Linked DNA regions of Rattus norvegicus: region 2 is linked to region 1. Evidence: chromatin contacts called from public Hi-C data. All regions are on one chromosome and are shown on one strand. The core of a region is the stretch at or near the end of the contact, and the rest is flanking DNA. Distances in the headings are between cores, read along the strand shown. Region 1 overlaps Cyp4f17 (cytochrome P450, family 4, subfamily f, polypeptide 17). Region 2 holds the start of Zfp870 (zinc finger protein 870).

Evidence for each region. Hi-C and Micro-C count contacts between places; a contact is called where the count stands out from the background.
Region 2: a contact with region 1 is called in a Hi-C map of psoas muscle, with 2.4 times the contacts expected there. The contact joins the promoter of Zfp870 here to the enhancer-like site in region 1.

Annotation. Positions count from the first base shown.
Region 1 is chr7:12,184,170-12,187,463 of GRCr8, reverse strand. Cyp4f17 (cytochrome P450, family 4, subfamily f, polypeptide 17) reads right to left here. Exons shown (of 12, transcript NM_001191986.1): 9 at 2,212-2,345; 10 at 2,075-2,139; 11 at 1,839-1,921; 12 at 740-1,498. The coding sequence ends at 1,321. Among named protein-coding and RNA genes, the nearest start is that of Cyp4f5, 8.8 kb to the left of the region's middle. Within about 2 kb of position 1,338, at least 54 of the 93 cell types and tissues checked have an H3K27ac peak or open chromatin away from gene starts, as enhancers often do.
Region 2 is chr7:12,652,278-12,655,742 of GRCr8, reverse strand. Zfp870 (zinc finger protein 870) reads left to right here and starts at 1,423. Exons shown (of 4, transcript NM_001163062.1): 1 at 1,423-1,536. The coding sequence starts at 1,534. The region is part of intron 1 of Ftl1l5 (ferritin light chain 1 like 5); the gene reads right to left.

The sequences.
Region 1 (3,294 bases), core at 89-2,588:
GTGAGCCACCAAGTGGTTACTGGGAATTGAACTCAGGACCTCTGGAAGAGCAGGCAGTGCTCTTAACCTCTGAGCCATCTCTCCAGCCCATCTAAAGTCATGTCTCAAGCCAAAGATATATAAAACTCTGGTTTTTAAGTTTTGAGACAAGGTCTCGCAATGCTGGCCTCAAATTTTCAACATAGCCAAGACCAGTCTTCAACTCATAAAACTGTTTTAATTCCTTCCTGGTAGGAGGAGGGAAATCAAATCCTAGAAGAGACACAAGAAGTGTGTGTGTGTGTGTGTGTGTGTGTGTGTGTGTGTGTGTGTGTGTGTGTGTGTTTCACATACAGTCATGCTCATGAGGAGGTCAGAGGTTTATTCAGGTGTCTTCAGTCATCACTATCCACCTTACTTATCCCATCACTTCCTGAGATAGTGTCTCTTACAACATGGAGCTCTGATTCAGCAGGACTGGCTGGCCACTGAGGCCCTGGAATCCTCCTGTCTCCCCACTAAGCCACCTCCCCAGCCCAAGGAAGAACAAGTGGGAACCTGAAAGGACATCACCACACAGGGAGCCTGCAATGTGATGTCATTTTAAATTTAAGCTGCCTCAATGGTCTTAGACATCACAAGCCTTGGACATCATTTAACATCATTTTGAAAGGCTCCCAGACTTCTCTCCTGGGAAACTTCCCATCATTCTAATAAAAAATACCTTCAGATATGACAGGCACAGTGGTGCACTTTCTTTTTTTTTTTTTTTTATTTATTTATTATATATAAGTACACTGTAGCTGTCTTCAGACACACCAGAAGAGGGCATCGGATCTCTTTACAGATGGTTGTGAGCCACCATGTGGTTGCTGGGAATTGAACTCATGACCTCTGAAAGAGCAGTCGGGTGCTCTTAACCGCTGAGCCATCTCTCCAGCCCAGTGGTGCACTTTCTAATTGCCACTCGAGTGGTCAGGCCAGAGATTTGCTGCAAGTTAAAGGCCTGCCTGCAGTATCCACTGAAAGCTGAGACTCTGTCTCAAACACAAAAGAAAGAAGTAAACTGCCTCAAATCTGCCAGTAAACCTTATATCTCTCCTGCTTAAAGATCTATGGTGCCTCCCTATTGCCAAAGGAACAAAGGCCTTTCTTGAGCTTGGGTGCAACTCTCATCAGTCTGTGGGCCCGGTGGGTCACCTAGAAAGGCTCTTGGACTCAGACAGCAGCCCTAGCCAGGCTCCCAGAGTCTGTTGTCCTGCAGCGCCCCCTGCTGGCTCTCGGTGAGGCTCCGCTTTTTCTGAATTGTGCAGAGGAGAGTGACTGGGACATTAGATGGTGTTACTGAGCGCCTGTGCTCAGCGGCTCCACCCGCAGCCACAGCCCGCCCTCCGCGCGCAGGATCAGCTCCGGCTTCCGGCGCGGCTCCTTGTCATCTGGCAGGAGTCGGAAGCGCAGCAGCGTCAACGCCACCGCCACCTTCATCTCGTTCATAGCGAAAGTCTGTCCTATGCAGTTCCTGCGGGAGAACAGGGTGGGGACTCTGACTTTACTGAGACCTAACCAGCCCCCAAGGTTTGAACTGAACTAGTCCCTGTCGTGCCACGCCTGCCCGAGAGGCCGAAGGTGCGCTGATGATCCTGGGGAATCCAAGTGTTGTGTTGCCACTTCCAACGCTCTCTCAAACTCAGTGCCCAAGACAGATCAGGACCAGAAGAGCTATGACCATAGGGCTCTCGCCTTTCACCTCCAGCCCGGCTCTATAGACCTATTTCCTGAGTAGAGGGCGGGAAGGAGACCCAGAACCAACCATCCCAACTTCCCCTGTCCCCTCAGTTATCCAAGGGCTTTCGCCTCACCTCGGCCCGGCAGAAAAGGGAATAAAAGCCAGAGGAGACCTCTTCTGTGGGTTTTCTGAGTCGAAGCGGAAGGGGTCATAGACCTGAAGATCAACCAAGACAAGGCTGTTGGGTCAGGTCTCTGTGCACATCCAGCCAGTCCCAGTGAAGATGGATATGGAGACAGAAGAGTGAGAGCTCTGGTTTTCCACACCCCTTCCCCGGGTTCCAGAATTAGAGAGTGGGTAGGGTCACACCTCAGGGTCTGGCCAGACTGAAGGGTTGTGATGAACCCCAAAGATGCTGATGATACAGTCGTTTCCTTTTGGACAAGAAAAGAAGTCAGTGCTGCCCCCGGGGACCAGTAGGAGCCACCTCCCCATACTGTCCACACCTTTTGGGATGACCCGGCCGTCTGGAAGCACAACGTCTTGGGTGCAGCATCGGGAGATGACTGTGACTGGGGGGTGCAGCCGCAGACTCTCCTTGATGCACATGGTCAGGAAGGGCAGCTGGGTCAGGTCGTCCCTAAGAAACCACCATGTAATTATCCAGGGTGCAAAAACAAAGTCCTCGCCTGCTAGAATCCTTGTCATTAGAGGGCTAGCACCCATTTTTGATGACCTGAATTCAGTAGCCAGACCACACAAGGTGTTAAGAGAGAACCAACTCCTACCCAAGAGTTGTCTTCTAACCTCCACACATGCCATAAACTTCATGCACACACACACACACACACACACACACACACACACACACACGCATAGTACTTACTGGCCAGCCTCACTTGTTTCTCTGTGACTATGAATCCAAAGCCAAATTTAATTTAATTTAATTTAATATGAATCAAATAAATTTGTTTATTATTTTTATTTGTGTGTGTGTGTGTGTGTGTGTGTGTGTGTGTGTGTGTTGTGTAAGCCAGGGGTCACCATGCGCATCTTTTTCTATCCCTCTATATTTTCTATTTTGAGACAGTGTCTCTCACTGAACATGTATTTTGGTTAGACTGGCTGGCCAGCACGATTCCGTTCCCCTGTGTTCCAGTGCTGGCGTAGCCTTTTACATGGATTCTGGGAACTCAAACTGAAGTCTTTATGCTATCAGCAATCACCCCAGCCATGTTTTATGGAATTTACTTTGCTTAGACATAATGTGTCACTATGTAGCTTTAGCTAGTCCAGAACTCCATGTAAACCGGACTGGCCACGAGCTTAGAGCTCCACCTGCCTCTACCCCCCGTCCCTGCTCCTGCCCCCTGCTCACTACCCCGACCCTGACCCCTGACCCCGACCCCTGACCCTTGCCCTCTGCCAGGACGGTTTTGAACTGATCCTTAATGCCTCCACCTCACGAATGTAGAGAGAACAGGAGTGAGCCACCGTGCTTAACTCTGAATCAAAGAGTAAACCATTAGAAAATCAAAAATAAATAAATAAATAAATAAATAAATACTGGAGAAATTAACTTGATATTA
Region 2 (3,465 bases), core at 174-2,673, 470 kb before region 1:
TTTCTTTTAACCCTGATCTTGACATAGTGAGGCATACCTTCAGTCGGATCTAATCCAGATCTAATATGGGCTACTCCTTCTGCTGGAAGCCTATTTAAGGTATGGAAGAAAGAAGCCTTTACTCTCGGCCTGCTCTCTCCTGCCTTGCTTGCAAGCCCATTCCTACACTGGCTTTAGAGCCTACTTCTTTGGGAGTCTAGCGTCAGTTGAACACCAGCCGAGACATCCAGTCTTGTGTACTGAGCAACTACTGGATTCTTGGACTTTCTGTACATAGCCGGTCATTTGCTAAAGAACCCCACGGTGGTTTGAATATGCTTGGCGTGGCCCAGGGAGTGCCAAGATTAGGAGATGTGGCCTTGTTGGAGGAAGTGCGTCACTGTGGGGGAGGGCTTTGAGGCTCCCCGTGCTCAAGCTCTGCTCAATAAGGAAGGGAGTTCCTTCCTGGCTCCCTGTAGAAGAGTCTCCTCCTGGATGCCTTCAGATTAAGGTGTAGAACTCTCTTACAGTGCCATATCTGCCTGGACTCTGCCGAGCTTCCCATTATGACGTTAATGGACTGAACCTCTAAAAGCTGTAAGCCAGCCCCAGCTAAATGTTTTCCTTTATAAGAGTTGCCTTGGTCACGGTGTTTCTTTACAGCGATAAAACTCTAACACACAGCAAGAGCAGATGTTTATTGGCCTGAGAAATTGAAACCTCCAAACCTGAACGTTATCACAAAGGGTCTGAAAATCAGTTTTCAAAGTAGAGAGCAGGACAGGGAGGCCGTGACTTCAACAGGCCTAGAGACTGGGTTTCTGGAAAAACTTGTCTTCTGTTTGTTATTGTTCTTTTGTTTTGTTTTCGAAAGTGCAGGGTGAAAGACAAGTCAGGTTGCCTATTTTCGTGAGTGTTATCGTTGGAATGTTTCCTAAAGTCTTGGGCAAACTGGCGGTATGGTGGTGGGATTTGGGAAGATGGGGGCTGGCAGAGGGGTTTCCTTTAATAAGGCCCTTCCTCCTAATCCTGCTCAAAGCAGCTCTTTGAGTTGTCTCCATGACCACTGAGTCTGGAATTCTCTTGCTCTGACTCCATTCTTAGGAGGGAGAATTAGGAATTGCCCACTGCGCATTGTTACAAGCAAGTGGACAAACGCGCCGCTTACATGCAGGCTTCCACCCAGACAGGGATAGAACGCTAGAACGCTAGGGCTTCAGTGAGTGATCTGCTTGCTAATTTGCCCAACAAAACTAGTATCTCCTGTCATTAGCGCTCCAGGACGCGAGCCAAGGGCTCGCTGGCCTATCGGGATAAAGGTTAGGCTCGCTGGCCTATCAGGGTAAAGGTTATTACTTTAGTGCCCGAAGTGTCCAATGAGGAGTATGCTTCTTACGTGAGGGAATTTATCTGACCTAGGTCTGTTTCCTTAACCCCCAAATTAGGCATGTTTGTTACTTGGAAGTACATCCTGGATCCCAGGTCTAGATATCAAAGTCGCCTTCTGTGACAGCAGGAGCGGCAGGAAGACACCAGGACACTCCGTGGCTGGAAATGGTACGTTCGGCCTGTGTCTTAGATGTGGGGAGGATGCTGCTGCTGCTGCTGCAGACGGAGACCGCAGTGGGTACCGACCTTCCGAGATAGCGGAGTCTACAGCAGAGTCTCATCTGGCTCCGCTGAGAGCCGTGGTCTCCCCCTACCTGAGCGCTCAGTGCTGCGGCGTCTAGGGTCAGCGGGGCTTCTCAACCAGGGTCTCTGCAGTCTGAGCGGTTCGGGTAAGAGGGTCCTGGGGAGCCAACCCTGGGAGTTGGATTGGAGCTCTTGTGCCGGGGATGGAGGTGGGGCTGCATGGATAGTGATGGTTAGAACACTGGTCCTTTTACTGCCTCGTCCTCCCCCGAAAATCCCGACATACCCCATGCAGTGTCTCGGAGCAGCTACTCAGAGCACATTGTGATTCTGAGTGTTGGGGTAAGGGGGTGTGTGGAGAGCGGGATAGAGACATATTGGAGCATCGAGTGGCCCCATCCTTTCTGGAATAAAAGTCAAGTGCCCATAGAGCAGTGGTTCACAACCCTCCTAATGCTGCAGTCGTTTACAGTTCATGTAGTGATCCCATCCATAAAATTACCTTCGTTGCTAATTTATAAGTGTAATTCTGCTACCGTTGTGAATCGTAATGTAAATATTTGATATGCAAGATATCTAATAGACAATCCTTGTGTTGTCCGCCCCAAAGGGGTTGCGACCCATAGGTTGAGAAACACTGTCTTTGCAGGTCTGGGAGAGATGTAAAAATATACAAAGGTGGCCACCCGGAAGTTACAGCTATTTTTATTATTATTATTATTATTATTATTATTATTATTATTATTATTATTATTTGGAACTGGGAACTGGGTGGTTTTTTACATCCAGGTGTATTATACCTGCAGGAATAGAGGAATGGTCAGGCTGCACAGAGCAGTTCTTTATGGCTAGGGGACTATTACCCTCCCTGCACAGCCTGACTCAATTCCTAGTGGCCCGAGGCTTTTAACCCACAAAGAGCAGCTGCAGTTAAGGTGGGTAAAACCAAGCCTCTGTGGACTCTTATGGTGGACTTGCCGGTGGCTTAGAGTCATAGCTTCAGTGTTTTCTGTTTGTTTGTTTGTTTCTGTGATGGAAGTGGAAGGCTTTTCAAGACTGAGTTTCCTGGACTGAGTTGTGGCCCAGGCTGCTCTCAGACTCAGAAATCTGCCTGCCTCTCCGTGGGGTGCTGGGATTAAAGGTATGCGCAAGAGCACCCAGCTTTAGGGCTGTAGTCTTTATCAGTTCCTTTTCCATTGTCTTTCACACTGCCCTGCTTAGGTTAATTGTTATTCCTGTCCACACCCTAAACCTTTTTGAGCAATTAACGCCCCTCATCCCTCCAGAACTGAAGGCTGTTTCTCCCTTCAGGGCTTCACCATGGCCGCCTGAGTCTTGATGCTGTAATTCACCCAATGAAGCTTTTCTCAGCTCCCTTTCTGCCAAAACCTGTAACATCAATCTTATAGTGACCCCAAGAGACTTGAGCCTGTTATGTCAGCAACAGACAGACATATTTGTGTTATTGAAATTGGCATTCCCAACCTGTGCCCAGTCAGGGCCAGCCCGCTGTTCTCAGTAACCCAATAAAAATAGCCAAGTAATTAGTGGTGAGCAGAAAAGATCTCTTCTGCCTCTGCCCATTGGAAAGAGGAAGAAAGATCCAGGGAGGCTTCTAAGTGTCTTCAAAGTCCTGAAGTGAGATCAAAGTGAAGCAGAGGCCAGGGATGTACAGATGCAAACAGTCCAGGTCAAGGTGTGGTCCCGCCCTGCACTGCACTGCCCTGCCCTCCACCTTTGGTGGGCTCCAGGCTCATCCTGTTAGGGGATCTGTTAGAAGGGTATGAAGTCCCTTTCTGAGAGACAAGTTCCCCACTCTGATTGGTACCTGGTCCTTCTTTCAGCCTGAGATTC